Linked DNA regions of Mus musculus: all the other regions are linked to region 1. Evidence: chromatin contacts called from public HiChIP or PLAC-seq data. All regions are on one chromosome and are shown on one strand. Each heading gives the region's core, a stretch centred on a gene start, on an enhancer-like site or on the middle of the called end of the contact. The rest is flanking DNA. Distances are from core to core; before and after follow the strand shown. Region 1 holds the start of Sc5d (sterol-C5-desaturase). Region 2 holds the start of Mir100hg (Mir100 Mirlet7a-2 Mir125b-1 cluster host gene). Region 3 overlaps Mir100hg (Mir100 Mirlet7a-2 Mir125b-1 cluster host gene). Region 4 overlaps Arhgef12 (Rho guanine nucleotide exchange factor (GEF) 12). Region 5 holds the start of Grik4 (glutamate receptor, ionotropic, kainate 4). Region 6 overlaps Mir100hg (Mir100 Mirlet7a-2 Mir125b-1 cluster host gene).

Region 1 (3,379 bases), core at 326-2,825:
TGTCAGGTGCTCATTTCCCCATCATATATGCCACTCACAATTCAAAAAAAGCAATTCAACCAGCATCAAGTGCTAGACAGTGAGAAACACCCACATGGCCATACCAAATTGTATGTAAATTGTAAAGGTGCAACCCCTTAAAGTCAAAGACAGCTCATGGACTCTAAGATAATTAGGCATTATTGCTTGAAATGTAAGTTTACGTTAAATAGTATACTGCTTTGGCAGAAAAAAAACCCACAATTTTTGACTTTAAAACATGGTTATCAATTAAATGGGCCTGGGGTATAATTCAGGGATATTCCTTTGGTGTAGTATGTCCAAAGCCTTGGTTCCTATCCCAGCATCAGATAAATAAGTAAACATATATAAATCCACTATTATACTTAAATGACTTAAAACTATTATATTTTTCTTAACTGAAAAAAGTACAGGAACAATAACTAGCCATTTATATATTTAAAAAATACTACATATTATTTTAAGCACTCCACCCCTCCCCCCTTTGGCTATGTGGCCTGGAACTTGCATTCTCCTGCTTCAGTCTCCAAAGCTCTTGGATGCTCTGCAGTACCTCTCATCCGGCCTTTACACATCTGGAGGAGTGATGGAGAGATTCTCCCATCTAATTCTCACAAGTCTATAACGTGTGTCCGCGTATAATCTTAATAAACAGGACAGTGAAGGCGCAATGCCTTAAACAGCTTTGTTCTGTAAGGAGCAGTCGATGTGTAAAGCCTACACAAAAAGTTCTACACAGCATTACTTCCCTAGAGTCACAAATACAGATGGGGAATTCTGAGTTCTCCACGTTCATTATATTACAGGATGAATGCAAAAGTCCGTAAGACAGTAAGGGTCAGAAGGTAAGCACTTTAACACAACTAATGAAAATGCAAACTCAACTAACACAAAATAGTCAAATAACTTCGCTGCCGCCGAGATATTGTTTCCACTTGTACCACCTCCCAATTTACTCGGCAATAAGAAGGGATGCCAGTATGAGTGACTTCTTAACGATGCTTAAAGTGTGCACGCTACAGCGTATGGTCTTCAGAAAGGCAGGGAGTGACGGCCCACCACCCTCCCTAGGCCTCAATCGGACGCTGGTTCGCAACCTGGTACCTTCTCCAGGAAGTGCCGGTGGCAAAGCAAATCACCAGCTTTTCCCACCTCACCCTGGATGTGGGGTTCACAGTAGGCAGGCAACCTCTAGCACTGGCAGGGACCCAGCTTTACCGGGCCAGGGTCCTTCCCCGCTCCCATATAACCTTATCCCCATCGCAGGCCCCGGGGACCAAGGTGTCCGCCAGGCCAGACCCCCACCCCCACCCCCACCCCCCCATGCCACCTGCGCTTTAGCAGGGACGGCCACACGGGTGCGGCGGATGCCGTACCGGCGCCGGGCACCCGGGGATCCTCGCGACCGCCCGCGGGTCCTCCCACTCGCGGCTGTCCAGCTGCCAGCGCACGGAACCTACCTGCCAGGCCCAGCAGCTCCGTCAGCCGCGGCTTTACAGCCAGCGGAGAGTACGAGCCAGAGCGCCCGAGACACCGCCCGCTCAGCAGAGCCCCGCCCATGTGCAGGCAGCCGGCCAATCAGCAGCCGGCGCAATAAGCTGATGTGACGGCGGATCGCGCGACCTGGACCGGCGCGGTCGCGGCGGTCACGTGGTCGCCGCGTAGGCGTCCCGCGCTCCCCACGCCTCCCCGCACCCCCGAACCAGGTCCAGCACTCTGCCGGGACTATCCAGGCGCTTCATGATGCTGCTACGGGGCGGACGAAGCTTGCTTTCCTTCCCACTTTCTTCCCGCCCAGAAAGTTGACTAGAATCGTGCAAAGGACCCGGGATGAATGCAAAATGACAGCCTGAAGTAGGATTAATGACGCTTCCTTTGATGTTAATGGTGGAGTCTTTTGTCCCATTTTTGTGACTCAAACGTTCATCAATCCGCAGTTATTTGTCACTTCCCTGCAAGTCCTCTTATGCAGCGTTAAAATATGTAAATCGAAAGTTATGTGTAGCAGAGTAAATTTAAAAAGCAATTATTAATAGCGATAAAAATAGAGAAAGAGGTTATGATCTGGCCCAACTGGTTTACATAGGTAAAGATAGGGGTGGGGGAGGTGAACTTAAAGATCAAATTGGCTAATTATGACTCGGGAATGTAGACAGCAGCCCATTCTATAAAATACAAGAGCTCCCTAAGGTGAGCAGTAGGGATCAGCAGTATTGGCCAAAATGAAAAGAACCTAAGAAGAAGAAAGGCCCAAAAGACTAGTACTTCAGAGTTACTTCAGAGAGGATTGACCTGTCGTCTGTTTCTGGTATCAGGGTCCTACCAATTGATTAGTTTTGTTTTGTTTTTTTGTTTTGGTTAGAAGGAGCCAGGCATTTCAAAAGCCAGTTTGATTAAGTGATATATTGAGCATGAGAGACAGTTCTGGCCAGATCTGATCTTCCAGAGCTCTGAGGCAAAAGCCTAGTCCAAAATGACTCTATAAATTACACTTAACAAAGTGTGTTTGCCAGTGTTCTCTGGAGGAACAGAACTGATAAGATGAATACATACATAAAAAATTTATGAAACTAGCTTAAAGTAATAACAGTTGTCTCACCCCAGAAGAACTAAACCCCTAGTAGCTGTTCCATCCACGAGGCTGGTTACCTTGCCAGCCAGAGTAGTCCTATAATGGCTGTCTCACATTGGAAAAATGAACAGCCTGGTAGAGCGTCTGTCTACCAGGCTCAGTGCCACAGCAGTTCCTGTATACCTGGAGAGTCCCTGGCCTTCAGCCAACAATGGAAGTTTGGAAATAATAGTTTGGGTTTCACCAAAGACAGCAGCAGCAAGCAAGCTCAGCTGCCAGGGGAAGATGGAAGACCAAGCAAGCTAAAGGGATATCATACTCTCTCTACTCTGCTCCTGGGCCTATTGGCAGAAATGCTGCACGCGCTTAAGGTAGCTTCTTTGATATCAACAGAGACGATGAGGACCATGCGGCTCTCTGGTCAGTCGTTGCTGATTTGTGGCAAGTTGTGGTGAAAACCAGCCACCACACTAAGAGAAACTAGACAGGAGTATGTGTGAGTTCCACAGGTGAGCTCTGGAGTGAGAGCCTAGGCTTTGCACTGCTTTAGTGGGTCTGGTCATCAGCTTTCTCCTGGGGCTTCCACTGTAGTACTTCCCAAGGTCTCCTCTCCCATCCCCAAAATTGACACCATCTGGGCAATTTCTAGAAGTGTAGATGTAAAGGAGAAGCAACCGGGTGACTCCACTCTGATTCCTTCTATAAGCAAGTTGTTCCTCGACAGCCAGGAGCCTCCTCTCTGTTTATAAAATAAAGTATGGTCCAATACTAGAATACAGATGAAAG
Region 2 (3,644 bases), core at 106-2,605, 890 kb before region 1:
CTTTATTCAGGCCTTGTGAGATTTACAATGTGAAATCGTACACTGTCTCTGCCCTTAAAGGAAGAGGAGAACTCAGAGTGTGTGTCTGTGGGCTTTCTAGGAGTTGGGAGTTAACCCATTTTGGACAGCTCTCTTTCGTAGATTACCTACATATGGCAGAGAGGAAAAGAGAGACTCCCCAATGTGGAAGGCAGACATTTTGCTCATGTCTTAAGCAGTTTTATTTACAATGTTGCATGTTACAAGGTTGCTTTGGCTTATTTCCACTCCCCATTCTCAGAATATATGAAACCCCAGAGACACTGGTATGTAGTTAGAGATTTTGTTTATGGTTATCTTGCTATGTTGATTGCTTAACCTACTCTTCCAAAAGATTTTTTTCCCATAAATTCAAATTAACTTGAGAATTTTTACATACATCAGGTATGTCTGCATACATATTTCATAAGTACGTTAATATGAAAAATTTAAGGGGGTCTTCTAAAATATGTCATTGGGGGCAAAAATCTCCAGATCAGATTAGAACACACTAGACTTGGTTGCTTTGGTTCACAAAGTAATGCCCAGGTATTTGTGTAGTAGTTTATTGTATTTTAATGAGATGAGAGTTTATTATTTAAAAATTTCAGGCTAGATACCCAGATTTTCACAGCACATTTAAATCTACCACAAAGGGTCACTCATCTTTATTTTTTTTTTTCTAGAATAATATGGTTTGGATGCATTGAAAAGTTTAGTATGTGTTATTAATAACACATGTCCAGCCTAATGTTTTTATTCTTCTGGGCGGGCCTATGCTAGAATTTTCTTCCCCAAGGTGTGTCTGAATCCTGCTAATGCTTTCAGCCTGCAAAGACAGGAAGTGCACACACGGCCACAGCACATGACCCTCCTTCTAGAACACATCTTGAAAATGTTTCGACTGCTTTCTGAGCACAGGGACAATGGCTTATGGTTGGGGGTGGGTGTGCTCTTCTCCTGCCTGACCTTTGGCTTGCTGAGAGATGTGTATGGCTACCCTGGGCTCTCTCAGCTGCTTTCAGGCTGCAGAGAAGGCGGCACCCACATTGGGAAGCAAAAGCTGTCGCAGGCTGCCTTGCCCATGACAGCGTGTCTAAAAATACATCCACCGAGATGCAGGCATATGCTCGCGCCTCGGTGTGAAGGAGCTCTCGCCTGTGTTTCTTGCTATCCCCATCTAAATGCTGGAGCGAGGAGTTAAATTATTCCAGAAGGCCCGCCAGGGTCTGATTTGCCACTGTCTGCTTCCTCGTTGCCTTTGAATGGGACCCTTGATCCAAGGCTTTCAGAGACCAGCCGGTGCTGATGGGGGTCCGTGACTTGGCGGTGGCGCCTGTTTGCTCCTTCTCTGTCTCGAGCATGGTTTTCTATCCTGCCGGGGAGGGCGAGAGCGCTGGGCAGAGGTGGCACCTGACCCGCTAGAACTCCGATGTCACTGCTGTGGCTGTTACTCCCCTCGGCAAGAGTCAAGGCGCACGCAGGACGGTGGGTCACCTCGCTGGCTATTTTGCACATTTCCTTTCTTCTCCTCAACCTTGTTAGGTTTTTTTCTAAGTGCCCAGGGGTTGAGGGGTTTTCCTAGCCCCTCTCTATCCTCGATCTATTCTGATTTGAATCTCTCTCAGGATTTGTAACACTTCCTCTCATTAGGAAAGCTTTGCTAGACTCGCATTCCCTGTCTCTGTAAACAGGGTTTTTTTTTTTGTTGTTTTTTTAATGATTTGTTGTTTTGGGGGTCTCTCTTTTGAATGTCAGCTCCAAATGTCTTAGCTTCTGGGGCTACCTCACACACTGAAACGGTTGTTGAGCTATTGTACCCGAGAGGAGAGGACACAGAAATGGCTCTTTAGAATAATAATCTCAAAAGGGAGATGAGAAAGACCCCAGAGGACAGCCTGTGCTCCTGCTCCAGCCTGGCTGAGAAAAGGGGGTCTCCAGGTGAGACTACTGTCTCCTTTACAGAGTCAGAGAGCGTCAAGATACTTTGTGTCTCATTTAAAATGATTTTAATTCTAACAAGAGGGACTAATGAAAGAAATCCCATTTCCCATGTAGGAGAAAGGAGAGGCACAAAGCACACATATGAAGGGCTCCAGAGCACACCATTCCTCTGGAAACCGGAAAGTGAGGGAGAGCGATTGTTACCTAGTCTCTCTCTCTCTCTCTCTCTCTCTCTCTCTCTCTCACACACACACACACACACACACAGAGTTTCAGAGTAGCAGTATTTCTGTGTCCTTGGCCACCCAAGGCAGTGCATTGTTTTTCCAAAGGTTATGTGGAGGTTTTTGTAAAACGAAATAAAAAAAAATTATTTATTTTATTTCAGACGGTGAGTAAGCTCAGAATGCATTCAGTACTAACCAATACAGAATACAGACATGCCCAACATAAGCTGTTATTCTCCACGAGCAACCAAACACCACAACACACACACACACACACACACACACACACACACACACACACACACACACACACACACACCCTCCCCCTCAAACAAACAAACCCAATGTTAGCCAAAATCCAGACTGCCTGTAAATCTTGAAGTGTTTTCCTCTGTGGAGAAGAATGAACCTCCCCGGATGCTTTTCTGCAGCTGAACATTTTCTATTGCTTTTCTTCTCTGCTCAGTCTCCCTTGCCTCTTTCTTAGGAGCCACTGAGACAAAGAACAGTTACTTTTAGCTCCTCGTATCAGCTGGCTAAAATGGAGAAAGGATCAAATACGCTGTAAAGAGAGGCATTTTTGGTTTTAGTTCAGTTTAACGTATCTTATTTCCAACCATGCCCAGGAAGCACATGAGTTTATGGATGTGCCATAGCTAATTACTTGACTGGGTCTGTTCATAGCCAGAATAGGACATAGATTTGAGGGGGTAAGTAAAAGGCAAAACAGAGAGGCGCCGCTGTGTACATCCTGTGAGCTGCGCGATGCAGCTGCTGGAACGTATGCATGTCTTTCCAGCTTTGTCCCTTCAGAGGCGTTGAAAGTCTCAGCTAGTGCTGACTAATTGATATTTGTAGTCACGGTGATAGGCTCCTCAGGTCAGACGCGCATGCAGATGTGTGTGTTGATGCAAATACTAAGGAATACACAGGCTCACTTACACGGGCAGGTGGTCTCCGTACCAATGGAAGTGTGGTGGAGGTGATGGGGCATACAACAGAGGGAGAGAGAGAGAGAGAGAGAGAGAGAGAGAGAGAGAGAGAGAGAGAGAGAGAGAGAGAGAATGAATCACCCTGCAAACAGTTCTAAAATGCATCCGCAGATGCAGGAAGCTTCAGAGCCATCCAACAATTCAAGACACCCTTGTTTTTTCCTTCTCTGCGGGACGCCTCCATCCAGACTATTTGCAAAATAATAATAATAATAATAACCTGGACAAGGTGAGAGCCCTGCATCTTAGCTCAGAATCCATCTGGTTTCCTTCCCCTCTCTGCCTTGTGTTTCTCAGCTCATTGTCCATGCATCAGATGGCAGCCACCCTTGCTCTTGAATGCCAGTGTCACAGCAGGCCTGGAAAGGGGGCCGAGGGACAGCATTGTCAGAGCTGGGGCCTGTCTATTGTCTTCTTCGCTTTCACCGCTTTTCCTTTTAATTTTTTTTCCCCTGGGGCTTTC
Region 3 (3,619 bases), core at 1,015-3,514, 680 kb before region 1:
GAGCTCAGGGCGCAGGAGGACAGGAAGCTGGAGAGAAAGGGGGGGATAATGAGTGGAACGCTCTCCTGTGCCTCCTAGGAGCACAGTTAGAATTCAGTTCACAGGGCTCAGTGGCTCACCATTTTTTACCTAGCTGAAACACACAGACACAGACACACACACAAAACCACCTCCTTTTTAAAAAGTCTTGCTTTTTTTTTTTTTTTTTTTTGGTCTGTTCAAAATCAATGCAGTTGAAATTTAACAGCTTAAGCAAGCCCACTGATAACAAGAGGAACCAGCTGAAACCCGTTTTGCAATATCTTGCCCCTCAAAGAAAAATACAGAAAATGCTTAATTTTCAAATCTCTAATTGCTCGCTTCCTTCCTTCCTTCCTTCCTTCCTTCTTTCCTTCCTTTCTACCTTCTTTTTTCTTTCTTTCTTTCTTTCTTTTTTCTTTCTTTCTTCTTTCTTTCTTTCTTCCTTTCTTTCTTTCTTTCTTTCTTTCTTTCTTTCTTTCTTTCTTTCTTTCTTCTTTCTTTCTTCCTTTCTTCTTTAAGGAGGCATGCTAGAGAAACAGTAACTCATTTTAAAATCTGGCACCTGGAATGAAATTTATGGGCAAAAACACCTTTATACAAAAAGTTTATGGCTTCCCACAGAACGCAGTGAGATTAGAATTGAGCGACTGTAACAAAGGGTGATTTGGTGATTTTGTAGGGTTTTTCTGTTTTTTTTTTCTTTTTTTTTTTTTCTGGAGGGGAAAACAGATGATTTAGAAAGTGTTAGGAACATATCAAGCCCCAGGGAAAGAAAAACGTTTGATTGGTATTAATTAAAACACTGCTAATATATTCTAATAAAATCAGATTTAACATTCTAAACTAATCCGCCTAGCATGTCAAAGGCAAAGAAAAGTATTATCTATCTTATTTGCATCTGGGCAACTCGAATGCATTTGCTCATTCGGCAGAATTAATTTCTATCACCAGTCTATTTAATCTCCTCACAGATTTAAGCAAACTTATTCTTTCAGGCTAAAAGGGCCCAGGGTGGGGAAACCATGGACGGTATTTGGAAGAGCAGTGACTGTATTTGGGGCCCATTTTCTGGCTGACCATAGTCTTTTCTCTTCATTCGTTATAATGGGATGTGGAGAACGGCAGAGATTGCAGAGTGATAAACGGCTCAGGGAGTCTTTTTTTTTTTTCTTCTTCCTCCTTTCTCTCCTTATATTATACCTGGTGGCTTATTTAAAAAATTTGGTTGCTAAATTTTAACAATGGCATTTATTTAGTGCTGCCAACCTGTTCATGAACATCTAATTTTTGTTTTCTAATTTCAGAACCTATATCATCACAGATTTCTAATGGAAAATAAATAGATAGATAGATAAACAAATAAAGGTACTTATACCAAAAACCCATTATTTTTCTTAGCTATTTTCTTTTAAGCTTCAGTCCTAAGGGTCAGTGAGGAAATATAAAATTTCAATCACCAAGAACTGAGTTCTTTGTTCTGTTTTTAAGTCAAATATCTCTTTGGGAGAATTCCATATTTTCATGGAGCATGGAGTTTCAGCTCTTTATTGCTAAGCTCTCCCGACTGATAACATCATCCTCAGATGGTATTATGGCCAAAATATTTTGCCTGAATATTAGTCTCCTGAACCTGATAGCCCATGCAAATATGAACCTAACACACACACACACACACAAAGATGAATGGGCCGGAAATGCTGAGGCCCGTATGGGTGTGTTTCTATAAGGAGGGAGTCTGCAGGCTGTGGGGAGGTAGACTGCCTGCAGTCTGCATCACGGAGGTGGCTGCAGAGATCTTTCTCCATTGCCTTTTCAAGTCTTCAAGGTAAAAGAGCAACTGCAGTTTGGTTTCACTTGTATTGTTCCATAATCCAGGCAATAAATGCTAATTAGTAATGCTCAAGGATCCGACCATTCAGAGTAATTATCATAATTTACTTCTTCCTTGTTAAAGACATTCCTTGCTGATTTTAAAAAAAAAAATCAAGTCATTCTGTCCCCCATTACATTACAGTGAGTATTCACTAGAGAGATGTTCAAGGTCCACTCAGAGCCTCATGGCTGCATTTGAAGTCACCCGACATGTGCCTTGGCTTATTCCAAGTGGAGCCACAACTTAATTTCAAAAGCAGAATTCATGTAAATGCATCGAATTCTGCACATGCACCAGGAATGTATGATTTTTATTTTACAAACCCCAAAGGCTCCTCCTTCCGGGCCCACCCCTTTTTTCTGAAACCACTTATGAGCAGAACAAAGGAATGTACTAACTGTGGAGGCAGCATTACATGTGAGCAGTCACTGCACTGTGAAGTGTGCGCTACGACAACATATTTCATCGTACAGAAGTGCGGATAATTAAATAATGCCACAGCAACCCTGACTCATTAGCAGAAAGATCTTTAAGGAGGAATCAAGAAGATGGATCCAATCAACTTGGAGAGTACTCTTCCTTCTCTGAGATCTCAAATATATTTTAGTTGGTTGGTGATTGATTCATGCAGGGCTCGAGGACAAAAGCCAGTTTCTCAAAGCCGAATGCGGATCTTTTTTAGACGAACAAACTGTATGTCTTAGATGAGTTGGATTTAACATAAGGCTTAATGTTTGGAGTCAAAGGTAGAGCGTGCCACCTTGATGCTCATTTCCCCTTTTATCCATAGATCTAAGAAATGCCCAACCCTTAACCTTTCAGTTGGCTTCCTCAACATGCATGTAGCCTCTCCTACATTTTCTAATGACGGATGTTCAAGTTCCTTATTGCTTGAACCAAGTAAGTATCATCGTCACAGAAATAAGCAACTGTACTCAGTGTCTTCCAGGGTCTCCCCCTACTCCATTTCCTTTGTCTAGGTGCTATTCTCAGTTTTCAGTGTCCATTGGTCCTTTAAGGGGGAGCTCCAGGTTTAACTTGAGGGCTATAAGCATTGGAAGAATAATTCCCATTGGATACTGTACAGAGAAGCCACCTGCAAAATGTTGACGCTGTTATTGAAGTCTCAAGTGGAGTCAGCTTTCAAAAAATTAGATATTAGATACATCCGGCATAATTTGCAATCTGTAATTATACTAATGTGCATATAGCTGTGCTTTGCTTTATCTGTAGCCTACTTGAGTGTGTCCCCATCACCCCCCATCCTCGGGCATGTCTCATGCTTGGAATTGCTTGGGAGGAGAGTGCTTTGTAAGTCAGCTTAGGGTTTTTTTTTTAATTCCTTGTTAATTAATACAAGAATAAAAGGACTTTGCTTCATGTGTGCTTCCATGAGAATGAAAGTGGAAAACCTAGATGTTGCAAACTCTTGATCTTTCAAAGGCTCCTCACTGGAGAAAATTTGAATTCTTTGCAAAATATTTGCAGTTCTTTGTGAGTTTGGTCTTCATCCTGGCTGTGGATAACTCGGAAGCACAGAGAACAACAGAAAAGTACATATTACACATAAGGAATCCATTTCCTTTGTTGGAATCAGAGACATGGCATTTGCCAGAGATGATGATTTTTAATCTAATAAAAGCAATCAAACCATTAACAATAATAAACAATTTTCTGTTTTTCCCCTCCATTTTGCATGTCACGAGATGAGTAACTGAGACTCTT
Region 4 (3,618 bases), core at 113-2,612, 700 kb after region 1:
AATAGGCAGAACCACTTCCTGCATGTGCCACAAAAGCTGACACATGGATCTCATCACTTAAAAATGGAAAAACAGCAAAATTAATGTGTCATATCAAGTTTTTTTAATGATGTAATATACCAAAAATTGTAGTTGAAAGCTATTTTAAAAAAAGACAAGTGTCTCACTCAGGCTGACCAGGAACTCACTATGTAAACCAGGCTAGCCTTAAACTCAAGGGCCCTGCCTGCCTCAGCTTCCCAAGTGGCAGGATTAGAGCCTGGTATCAAGTGTATGCTACCATGCCTCCATCACTGCTTGAAAACCAAGGACAAAGCTGGCTTGTTACAAGGGCAATGTCAGCTGCTCACACCACTGCAGAGGTTCACACTTCACAGCGATCTAAAGACTAGTCTCACCAGCAATGAGACCGGAAGCAGCAGGAAGGCCAGGAGAGTCACTGCTAGGGAGGCTACTGACTCCTTGTCCACTTAAGAACTTGGTGGCCGGCTGTGGTGGGGTCACCTAAGACCTCAGCACTCACGGAGGAGCACAAGGCCAGCCTAAGGTGAGAACCCCATGTCAAAACACAACTTACAGAAGACAAACAGGAATACATACAAAGAAAAAGTCACATACTCAGTTCTTTTAAGCTTATTTAATATTTGAATTCTTATTTTCTATTTTCCCAGACCCCAGAAAACAGAAAGTTTTAGATGACCCAATATTTTGTTCCAGAAACATACAGCCTTATCAGCTAATTCATAAAAGAGCTTTTTACAAAGGTGCATCTGGATAATTAGAGCAATAAAAGTCTTTTAGGCATTTCAAAATGTGATCAGTAAAAATACATGATTATTAATAAGGTTTTTTTTTTAAAGATAGTTCCAGATTTCTCTTAAAAGCAATTTTTGTTAAAGAGTAAATGATTGTATGGTGAACAAGTAAAGTGAGACAGCCTAGTGGGGAAAGAGAGGCTCATTAAAAACCACCAACAGTGTGCACGCTACGGTCCCCTGCTGTAGTATGTCTGCTTAGCGGGTGGCACCTGGCAATGGCTGGGAGGGAGGGACTGGTTTCTGAGAAGACCACCTTTTCCTGATCAGTGTATTACCCAAACCCTCAGCACCCATGGGGAAGGCAGCCAGACGGGAACAAGAGCACGCCTTTAAATAAAGTACAGTTTTACAGCTCACACTAAATGGGGGTGAACTGTCAAAAACAAAAACAAAAACCAAAACCAACACAACGTTAGGGGGCGGGTGGGCAGGCGAGCGAGACCTTGCAGAAGTCTGTTTTTGTAGATCATGGTTTTCGGAGCGTGGAGGGAAGCAGGCACAGAGCAAGCTCAAGCAGGCGGCTGCAGAGAAGACAGCTTGGGCAGGGTACCAGCTGCAGGCAGCAGGCCAGCGCCAGTGCCCAGGAGCGACGGGAAAACGAGCCCCTGCAGTAGAGGCAGCATAAAGTCTTTTAGCTTCTAAAATTCTGGCAACAAGGACTTTTCTCTTCTTCACTCCCCAAAAGACAATGAAACAAAATACTTTCTAAAAAAGGGCTTGTTCTTTCTAGAGGTCATTAGAAGTTGTTTGGGGCACTGGTAGACTGCTTGCCTTGCACAAATGAGACCCTGAGCTTGGTCCCCAGTATTACAAAATTAGATAACAAACCTATGTACACCCACAATTTTGGCCCAGGAGCACAGCAACCCACACGTGAAAAGAAGTGTTCCTGTGTCATGTGTTCCCCAACATATGTGCCAGAAGACCTGGAAGCAAGGATGGGAAGCAGCCAAGGAGAATGTGTGGGCACCAGGAGGAACATTCCTGCAAGAAAACCCAAGAAGCAGAGAAGAAAAAAGAAAGGCCACAACTGGTCAAAACCAAAATGGAGAAAGCCAATGAGTGTACAGAGAAAACGTGGCAGAATAGCTGTTGTCCAGGCAGCTTTCAAGAGAAAGAAAATGAAAAAGAACCCAGGACGCACTGCTAAGATCAGGGGTCTAAGAAGACGCAGAAAAGAAAATGCCGATTTTAGTGCTGAGTTGCTTCCCGTGACGTGTGGTAACTTGAAGGGAGTGTTACACAAGGATAAATTCAAACAAGGGATATCTGTGAAGTCCATACAGTGTCAGAATGGAAACTGGTTCACACCCTCGGAATTTGAAATGATGGGAGGCTATGGAAAGTCAAAGAACTGGAAACTGAGCCTGCGCTGCCATAATTGGCCCCTCAAACTCCTGATCCAGAGAAAATTTCTACCCAATCCTCCACGGATACATCGCAAAAGAAAAGAGCAGAGAACACAGAACTTGCATCGTTCCCCAGCTGACCCTAGTATTCAGAACTCAGATGAATGTGAGGTGTGCCGGGATGGAGGAATACTCTTCTGCTGTGATACTTGTTCCAGAGCCTTCCATGAGGACTGTCATATCCCAACAGTGGAAGCTGAGATAACACCATGGAGTTGCATCTTCTGTAGGATGCAGTCCTTAGGAAGTCAACCGAGTCTTCCAGAATCTGAGATACTGCAGAGGGAGATGGCTCCCCAGGAACAGTTGAAGTGCGAGTATGTTCTCTTGAGAGTCTATTGCTGTTCTGAGAGCTCCTTTTTTTCCAAGATGCCATATTATTATTATTTTAGAGAGATGACTGTGGGTGTGCAAGAGCCTATGTGGTTGAACATAATCAAGAAAAAGCTGAGTGACCAGGCTTACTGCCAAGTAGAAGACTTTGTGCAAGACATGAGGCTCATCTTCCGGAATCACAAAATCACGTTCAAGGACCCTAAGTTTGGCGAAATGGGACTTAGACTGGAGTCCAAGTTTGAGAAGAGTTTCAAGGAAGTGTTTGCTATTCAGGAAACAAATGAAAAGAGTTGACTGAAATCAGAGACATGGCTGGTGTCACCTGGCCATGTCTGGCTCACCTGCAGCAGCAATGAGTGTTCTTTATAGACTCTCTCATTCCCGGATGATTACTCTTGGTCATATGGAAACAGGTGCAGCTAGGAGTTACACCTCCTGGCCTGGGGGTCCATCCCCCTTTCTCCCCATGAAATCAAGAGTATGGTGCATTGCTGCTCTCTGGTCTTCAAGGGTCTAGGCTGGAGCCTGTCTCCAGCTGGCTTTGCTCCACCACCACTCCAACCCCTCCCCCCACATATATGTTGCTTTTCTTGTCTCTTACTCTCCTGAGAGCAATCCACAATAAACCATAAGCTTCCAAGACTTAAAAAAAAAAAAAGAAGTTGTTTGGGGAAACAAAGGAAAAAATACTCATGAACAACCTGCGTGTGATACAATAAATAGTTACAGTTTAGGTTGTGAAAGCAGCAGAACTCAACAGTCCAGGGGGCTGCCATGAAACTATACAGGTGGGGAAGGCCAAAGCCGGCCTTTACATTACAGTACTTGGAGGGTTTGCTGGTTTGGCTTGGTTAGTTTTTCTCTCTGAAAAGGTGACACTCCACACATAACCTGCCAGTTAGTGACAGGAGAGCCACTAAGCTCACAGGAGAGCAGGGTCACAGGTTGCACCCATGGCACACATGGCTTTCCGCTTGCCTAGTGTTCTTTGGAGCAGAAGTACACTGCACCTTCTTGTCACCCACCTTTAAGAGGACTATGACAATGACCATCTC
Region 5 (3,605 bases), core at 40-2,539, 680 kb after region 1:
GCCCTGGTCTCAAGAGATACCTACTTGTCAGGCACAGTGGCCAGGCCCAGCCAGAGTTCCCCTCCTCTTTCCAGACAGCCCAGGCCCCTGGGAGACATGCCCAGAAGAGCCACTGGAGGGAGGCAGGGAGGTGGCACCGCGTGGCATCACCAGACAACAGCACCAAGAGGAAGATGGCAGCATCAAGTACAGATGCCAAGAACCACACAGCCCAAGGTCCAAGAGGGGACCAGCTCAGCCTGCATAGCCTGGCTACAGCCAGGCAACCTGGCCCGCGTGCCTTGTCTATCCCTTTGGTCGCGCCTCCCCCAACCCCAAAGCCCTGGGCCAACTCTCCCCAGGCTCCACCTCCTCCCTCACTTTCCTCAGCTCCAGGGAGCCCAGGGAGGGAGGCACAGGTGCTCTTGGCGCCTTGGACAAACCCCCTGTCCCAGCCGTCACCAGGGCGCCTTCCACCCCAAGCTGGGTCGGAACCACTCCGGCTCTGCCCGGTCCTCACTAAAGAACATCTCCTTAGCTCCCCTCCCCCTCCACTGATCCCCTTCCCCCTCCAGCGCCCAATGCAGGTCTCCAGAGTTTTTCCCTTACTTCCCACTCGGGTGAACTAGGGTGGGATGGCTAAGAGGCCCATTAGTCGCAAGAAGGAGGGTCATTTCTGATAGGACGCTGGCTTGGCCCAAAGCAAGACGGCGTGCAGGGTTGGGGGTGTGGTGGTGGCCGGAGTCCAGGGCCCGAGCAGGGGTGGTCAAGACAGATGGCAAAGAGGGAAGGGAGAAGGGGGCTCAGAAGCCGGGCTGGTCTGATGGAAGACTGTGGCGGGCAAGAGCGGCCCGTAGGAGAAGCCGAGGGTGACGAGGCGGGGTAGAATCGCCAGTGTCGGGAAGGGGCCGTCATCCCTGCAGGGGGCAGAGGCTGGGCTGGGAGTTGGACTGGGAAGAGGGAGGATCACAGAAGGAGGATCGGAGCGGAGGAGAGGAGGCGCAGGGGGAAGCAGGCAGGGATGGAGACTAGGGGAAGTACGGGGCAAGGTGGCGGGGGCTCAGCGGAGAATCCGGGGTCGCAGGCATCAGAGTGCAGGGGACTGGGCAGCTGGAGGCGGGAGCGGGGCCAGGCAGGGTGCGGGCCGCGGCCCGGAGGGAGCTAGCGGCGGAGACGTCAGAAGTCGGGGTGCGGCGCAGCCCCGGGGGGCGCGGGGAGACAGCGTAGGGCGCCGGTCGGGGGCGGCGCGGGGGCTGCTGCCCTTACCTGGGCGGCTCCGCACTCCGGGCGCCAAGCTGGGGACCCGACGTTGCTCGGCCGGCGGCCCGGCTGTTGTTTTCCCTTTTTTTTTTTTTTTTCTTTTTTTTTTTTTCTTCCGCAGCGGCGGCGGCGGCGGCTCCAGCTCGATCCGCCAGCAGCCGAAGGCAGAGTCTGTGTCCGGCTGCGAGCGAGCCGGGAGCGGGCAGCGCGGGAGGCGCGCGGAAAGGCGCTGAGGCGCCGCCCGGCGGGCAGTGAGGGAACTGCGGCGGTCCCGCACGCGGCCGGCCGGGGAGGGGGCGTCCCTTCCGGGCCGCGGCCGCCGGAGTCTCCGCTCGCCGGCGGGGTCTTTAGCTGGGGACCCGGACCTAGGTAGCCGAGCGGCGAGGCGGGGAGGCCGGAACAGACAGAGCCAAACTTGCAGCTTCCCTGATCCGGACGATCGGGAGACGGCGGGCCGGGGATGGGGGGGCTCCGGGTGGGCGCTGCAGAGGACTGACCCCCAAGTGAGGAGCTGGGGTACACTTCACCATCCAGCGCCAAGGGGCAGCCCGCCCTGGTCCGCAGGAGTTATTAGCTTGGCCTGCTTCGGTGGGCGAAGGGCGACTCCTGGTGGCGTTTTAGGGGCCAGACCTAGGGGACGAGGCGTAGAGACTGCGGCCTCCTCGGTGGTGGCGCGGAGCTGGGTGAAGCTTTGCTTTAGCAAGGCCAGATAGACCACAATGTTTCAGGAGGCCGAAGAACCACAGCTCACGTTTGGAAGTCTACTGGTTTGTGCACACAGACCTCCTGGGAGAAGTTGTCACTTTATGCTACACATAAGGAAACCTCGGCCTAGGAAAGGTGAAAGACCTAGCCTTCACCAGGAGCTGGGGGCTGGACCAAGAGAGAACCAAGCTACTTGGTTTGAGGGATCATTTGGCCACATCATAGCAGCCTTGGGGTGGGTGGGTGGGGGGCTAGAAAAGGAGAGGGCAGAGGAGCAGGAGGCCTCAGGGGGTCAAGTGACTTCCTCAAACCGATTAGTTCCTCATTTCAAACCCAGAGTCTTAGCCGTAGACAAACCCGGAAAGCATCTAAGCCAGCCTCCCAATCGTCTCCCACTCTTCCTTCACACCTAACCACCTGCTTACCCTAAAGTCTCCACGAAGGGGCTGTTCTAGGCATTCTTGGTTGGTTCTAGGGCCTGGGAGGACAATATACACGGACTACAGGATATTTGTTGACACTCCCTATATCATGCCGGGAGGGCAGCAGAGCTGAGTTACCTGCTTGGGGGGCTGGGGGGGGTGGCGATTGTGGTTGTAAGAGCCTGTTCTCTCTCCCACCTCCTCTCCCAGACTGGACTTTATGAGTGCTCTGTTGGCACAGGACCGGCCACTCTGGATAGCTCCAGTCCCTTCGGTCTTTCCTCAATCAACTGTCAGACGGATGTCAGGAACACAAGCTACCTGACTTTCTACTGACCTAATAAAACCAATCCATGAGGTTAAGTTGAATCCAACCTGCCTCAGCACAGGTCAAAGGTTTCCATATTGGATAGGATTCCATTTCTTCAGTCCAGTTTTTTTTTTTTTTAACATTTATCCTGTGTCAAGACTACACCATTTATTCAAGTGCCATTCCCAAAGGCTTTCACATCAACTTGGCAAGGTGGACCTTACCCTGCCTTCTGAATGAGTTGAAGGTGATCTGTGGGACACTCCTATCCTATCCTGAGGTGACTGCAGCGCCTTTCCCTGCCTTGGAATGCTAGAACCTGTTAGCGTGAGTGAGAGGACGGTATCGGTAGTGTATGCAGAACCTGCTCTGGGCTGACAGCAGTGAGGGGCATCCCTGTGAGCAGGATAAGTTATTTCACAGTCCCTGGTGACTTCAGAGTGACATGCATGGTTCTTAGTCTACTGGAAGAATTCAACAACAGCACGCCCATAGAGGTTTAAGAGTTAGGACAGGAAGATAATTCAATATGAAAAACGTTTCTTCGTATTCGTTGGCCTTGGAAGCTCATTCTATGAGCCAAGGGAGGTGTGAGGGGTTGGTTTTAAGACTAGTAACCTGTAACCTGCTGGTAACCTGCGGCCTTGTGAAAACTCCCGTCTCTTCACTTCCTGTGAGGGTAGATTGTCTTCTTTAAGTCTCTGCCCATGGAAGCAAAGAGACCTTGCAAACCAGTGCCGGAAAAGCCCACCTTCATCCTTACTTAGCGATGCCCTAGCCACTGCCCTTTCTCCCCATCCCCATCCACATAGCTGTGGACATGAGATATCCAATGCTTGGACTCTCTCTCTATTCCTCCGTAGCCAGTACCACTTGTCCAAATTCAACCCCATACCAGGTAACTTCTAGAAGCAGGAAGCTCAGTCCAG
Region 6 (3,438 bases), core at 332-2,831, 800 kb before region 1:
AAAGGTTACATGATACTCTTGGGAAAGAGAAGAAGTGAGTGGCTGTGCCAGCAAGAGCCCTCGAGCGAGGGGGCACATTCATTTTGCTCAGTAAGCACTTACTAAATTCCTGCTCTGTGTTAGCACTGGGAGGTGCTGGTGTTAAGTACAGCAACTGACCACTGGGAACATAGAGGACAAGCAGACAATTTCCATATACTTTTTTTAAATGGCTGGGAGAGAGCATGATGTCCAGATAAATACACACATCCAGAGGACTGCAGTGATTGGTTGACCTACAACTGCCTTGATTTGAGAAGTCCTTTCAGCTCTTTTCTAGAATGGGATGCTGACTTATAGATCATGTCATCCAACCTTGATGACTTCAAGAGTCTCTGTTTTCTGCTTCTTGGTTTGCTTGTGTCCTTCACACAACAGCCTTCTGTGTATTAGGAGAGAGAGAGCAAAGCAGGTAATCCTGTTTGTCTGCATCCAAGGAATGTGGTCCTTGAAGCATCTTTGAAGCTGGACACCTAGACCAGGAACTCTCCTTGCAAGTCAACATGACATGGAGAGGAAGGAGGGACCCACAACCAGGCTGCTGCTCAGATGAAGCACATGGTAGCTACTCTGAGTTCCAACAGGTCATTTGGCAGGTAGGAAATTAGAGGCTAAAGGACAGGGAGCCACCTGTAAATCTTGGGGAATAACTCACTTCCATGTTCTAGCCTGTATCTGCTCAGACTAGGAACCTCTGAGGGGTATATCCTCCCTCCCCAAAGAGGCACCTTTAAGACTGGGCAGGATGGTGGTGGTGATGGATCAGCCAGTAAAATGCTTTCCTTGCCAGCTTAAGGGTCTGAGTTCGATTCCCAGGATCCACGTAAAAATGTTGGGTGTGGTGGTAGAGGCTCACAACCTCAACTCGAGGGAGGCAGAAGCAGGACGATCTCCAAAGTTCACTGGCCAGCTTAGCCTAAGGAGAAATCCTGTCTTAAAGGGAGTGGCTTAAATTCCCAAGGATGACTTTGGTCTATGTACACAGCACATCTGCATCCTCATGTGCACATGCACCAATACATATACATATGAAAACACACACACACACACACACACACACACACACACACACACACACACACACACACACACACACACACACAATTTTAAAGAGGCACTTGGCAATAGCAAGCCAGTTAGTAATGGCCTGTTTCGATTGAATACCCTGCCAAATGGATTGGCATTAGAGAGGTGGTGCTTCCAGCCTCCTCGGGGGACGTTATTCAATCTATTCTATGGCAGCTGGTGTCCTTGTTGCCCTGGACCGTGGTCAGAAAAAGAAATAGAGGGAGAAACAAAGATTGTGGAGTGGCTGCAGACCCAAGCCCTCCAGGCCCACTTGCCCAGGGCGGGGCCCAGAGGGTTAGTGCCAGGCTCTGTGTGGCTTCTCCACCCCTTCCCAGGCCCCTCAGAGCATCTGCTGGCTTTCAGAGTTGCAGTCACCCTGAATGGGTCTTTGTGTGTGCCCCAGGAGCTGGCTCAGAGGAGCCCTGTTGAAATGCTTTAGCGATGTCTCCTCAGGACCAGGCGTAACCCGGCATGGTGCCCATCTTGTGAGGGCAGGCCTTTCTGGTGCTGTTCCTTGCTTTCACTCTGAGAGCAAGCCTGACCTGGAGACATATTCTGTACTCCTGAAAATGGATATCATAGGCAGGCTGTGGGGGTGACTGATATTTCTCTCTCTCTCTCTCTCTCTCTCTCTCTCTCTCTCTCTCTCTCTCTCTCTGTCTCTCTCTCTCTCTCCTCCCTCCCTCTCTTCCTTCTTCCCTCCCTCTATCTGTCCTTCTCTCCTTCTCCCCCTTCCCCTCTGTCTCTGCCTCCTTTCCTCTCTCCCTTCCTCCCTCTCTCCCTACCCTGTCTCACTCTGTCTATCTATGTCTGTCTACCCTTCTCCCTCCCTCTCTGTCTGTCTGTCTGTGTCTCTGTGTCTGTCTCTCTGTTCTCCTCTCCTCTCCTCTCCTCTCCTCTCCTCTCCTCTCCTCTCCTCTCCTCTCCTCTCCTCTCCTCTCCTCTCCTCCTCTCCTCTCCTCTCCTCTCCTCTCCTCTCTCTGCTTTCTGCCATCCATACATGGCCATGGTAATATTCACAAGAGGGGCAGAGCCATCTTTGGCTGTTTCAGTGCTGTCCAGGTCCTGTGTTGATAGTTCAGTACTATTCCTTTCACCTTTCTCAGTCATTCTCTGAGATGCACCAATTTTACAGCTTCCACTCTATGGGTGGAGAAGCCAAAGTTTAGACGTGGGTAATCAGAGTACCAGGGAATTCTGAGCGGAAACTTAAAGACAGAATTGGTTGGATATGTGAGTCTCCCGCTTTTTACAGGGTTTGAGGCATCTCTTGCCAGACACACTCTGAGAGATCCCTCTACTCCTGGGTGCTGGGAGCAGCAGAGGCTAAGTGTGAGAACACGTAGACAGGCTTGTGCTCACTTGGGTCCCTTTGTGCTTGCATGGCCATCCCTTGTGCTTTGGGTCATAGTGAGACTCACTGTACATGATAGAAGGAACTACAGACATAGAAGAAAACTCTTGTGGACAACTGCATCATCAGACTTTGACTTAAGAATCTTATTGCTACTAAGTCCAACAAACCAGGGAGCTCAAAAACACAAATGGTACCAAAGACCACAGCTCAGGGCTCTTTCCTCATTGCTGATGATGGTGGTCACTGCCCTGTCACTGCCCACACAGTTTAATGTCCTCTCTTGTAATGTAGTTAGTGAGGGGTCCTTCCAGACACCTGGACCTGAGATTTCCCTGGTCAGACAGGAATCTTCCTTTTGCTTCCTTTTTTCTTAGTAGATTAAAGGAGTGGTTGATGGTGATGTCATCTTCCCCCTGCCTATCTTCTCTTGTATGTGACAGGCCCAGTGCTGGAGAGGTATAAAGCTCTAAGCACAACCTTTTTTTTTTCCATTTTTTATTAGGTATTTAGCTCATTTACATTTCCAATGCTATACCAAAAGTCCCCCATACCCACCCACCCCCTCTCCCCTACCCACCCACTCCCCCTTTTTGGCCCTGGCGTTCCCCTGTACTGGGGCATATAAAGTTTGCGTGTCCAATGGGCCTCTCTTTCCAGTGATGGCCGACTAGGCCATCTTTTGATACATATGCAGCTAGAGTCAAGAGCTCCGGGGTACTGGTTAGTTCATAATGTTTTTCCGCCTATAGAGTTGCAGATCCCTTTAGCTCCTTGGGTAATTTCTCTAGCTCCTCCATTGGGAGCCCTGAAGCACAACCTTTTAAAGGACAAAATCACTGATCATAGCTGAGCCAAATAGGCAGCTGTGAAGGCCTGTGTCTCACAGGAAACCAAAACAGCATCAGAAATTCGAGCAAAAGCGGACATTCTTAGTTAGCTGTGCGCTTTGGTAAGGTGCTGTTGGCCATCTTGAA

Evidence for each region. HiChIP or PLAC-seq counts read pairs in DNA pulled down with a chosen protein or histone mark.
Region 2: a contact with region 1 is called in an H3K4me3 HiChIP or PLAC-seq map of forebrain, with 4 times the contacts expected there. The contact joins the promoter of Mir100hg here to the promoter of Sc5d in region 1. A contact is called at or near these places in 4 of 39 promoter capture datasets (the 3T3-L1 cell line, hippocampal neurons and neural stem cells) and 7 of 115 datasets of contacts at active chromatin or transcription factors (the NIH/3T3 cell line, SST interneurons, astrocytes and 4 more).
Region 3: a contact with region 1 is called in an H3K4me3 HiChIP or PLAC-seq map of embryonic forebrain, with 4 times the contacts expected there. The contact joins the enhancer-like site here to the promoter of Sc5d in region 1. A contact is called at or near these places in 1 of 39 promoter capture datasets (cranial neural crest), 4 of 484 Hi-C or Micro-C datasets (adipose-derived mesenchymal stem cells, cerebellum, cortical neurons and 1 more) and 7 of 115 datasets of contacts at active chromatin or transcription factors (the NIH/3T3 cell line, astrocytes, embryonic forebrain and 4 more).
Region 4: a contact with region 1 is called in an H3K4me3 HiChIP or PLAC-seq map of forebrain, with 5 times the contacts expected there. The contact joins the enhancer-like site here to the promoter of Sc5d in region 1. A contact is called at or near these places in 2 of 39 promoter capture datasets (3T3-L1-derived adipocytes and cranial neural crest) and 2 of 115 datasets of contacts at active chromatin or transcription factors (astrocytes and forebrain).
Region 5: an H3K27ac HiChIP or PLAC-seq map of embryonic stem cells shows a contact between it and region 1, with 4 times the contacts expected there. The contact joins the promoter of Grik4 here to the promoter of Sc5d in region 1. A contact is called at or near these places in 7 of 39 promoter capture datasets (the 3T3-L1 cell line, 3T3-L1-derived adipocytes, the C10 cell line and 3 more), 3 of 484 Hi-C or Micro-C datasets (cortical neurons and embryonic stem cells), 10 of 115 datasets of contacts at active chromatin or transcription factors (astrocytes, embryonic forebrain, embryonic hindbrain and 4 more) and 1 of 9 other capture datasets (embryonic stem cells).
Region 6: a contact with region 1 is called in an H3K4me3 HiChIP or PLAC-seq map of embryonic forebrain, with 5 times the contacts expected there. The contact joins the enhancer-like site here to the promoter of Sc5d in region 1. A contact is called at or near these places in 6 of 39 promoter capture datasets (the 3T3-L1 cell line, embryonic stem cells, hippocampal neurons and 3 more), 2 of 484 Hi-C or Micro-C datasets (the N1E-115 cell line and palatal mesenchyme) and 4 of 115 datasets of contacts at active chromatin or transcription factors (embryonic forebrain, embryonic limb bud, embryonic stem cells and 1 more).

Annotation. Positions count from the first base shown.
Region 1 is chr9:42,262,725-42,266,103 of GRCm38.p6, forward strand. Sc5d (sterol-C5-desaturase) reads right to left here and starts at 1,576. Exons shown (of 6, transcript NM_172769.2): 1 at 1,482-1,576.
Region 2 is chr9:41,375,171-41,378,814 of GRCm38.p6, forward strand. Mir100hg (Mir100 Mirlet7a-2 Mir125b-1 cluster host gene) reads left to right here and starts at 1,356. Exons shown (of 5, transcript NR_131928.1): 1 at 1,356-1,506.
Region 3 is chr9:41,584,202-41,587,820 of GRCm38.p6, forward strand. The region is part of intron 4 of Mir100hg (Mir100 Mirlet7a-2 Mir125b-1 cluster host gene); the gene reads left to right. Among named protein-coding and RNA genes, the nearest start is that of Mir125b-1, 4.1 kb to the left of the region's middle. Within about 2 kb of position 2,265, at least 67 of the 459 cell types and tissues checked have an H3K27ac peak or open chromatin away from gene starts, as enhancers often do. A contact at or near this core is called in the NIH/3T3 cell line, cerebellum, cortical neurons and 3 more, where this site is marked.
Region 4 is chr9:42,963,224-42,966,841 of GRCm38.p6, forward strand. It overlaps Arhgef12 (Rho guanine nucleotide exchange factor (GEF) 12), which reads right to left. Exons shown (of 41, transcript NM_001359232.1): 41 at 619-3,618. It also overlaps the pseudogene Gm5831. Among named protein-coding and RNA genes, the nearest start is that of Gm36648, 17 kb to the left of the region's middle. Within about 2 kb of position 1,363, at least 11 of the 459 cell types and tissues checked have an H3K27ac peak or open chromatin away from gene starts, as enhancers often do. A contact at or near this core is called in forebrain, where this site is marked.
Region 5 is chr9:42,943,082-42,946,686 of GRCm38.p6, forward strand. Grik4 (glutamate receptor, ionotropic, kainate 4) reads right to left here and starts at 1,290. Exons shown (of 21, transcript NM_175481.5): 1 at 1,246-1,290.
Region 6 is chr9:41,463,015-41,466,452 of GRCm38.p6, forward strand. The region is part of intron 3 of Mir100hg (Mir100 Mirlet7a-2 Mir125b-1 cluster host gene); the gene reads left to right. Among named protein-coding and RNA genes, the nearest start is that of Mir100, 67 kb to the right of the region's middle. Within about 2 kb of position 1,582, at least 76 of the 459 cell types and tissues checked have an H3K27ac peak or open chromatin away from gene starts, as enhancers often do. A contact at or near this core is called in the N1E-115 cell line, embryonic forebrain and stem cell-derived neural progenitor cells, where this site is marked.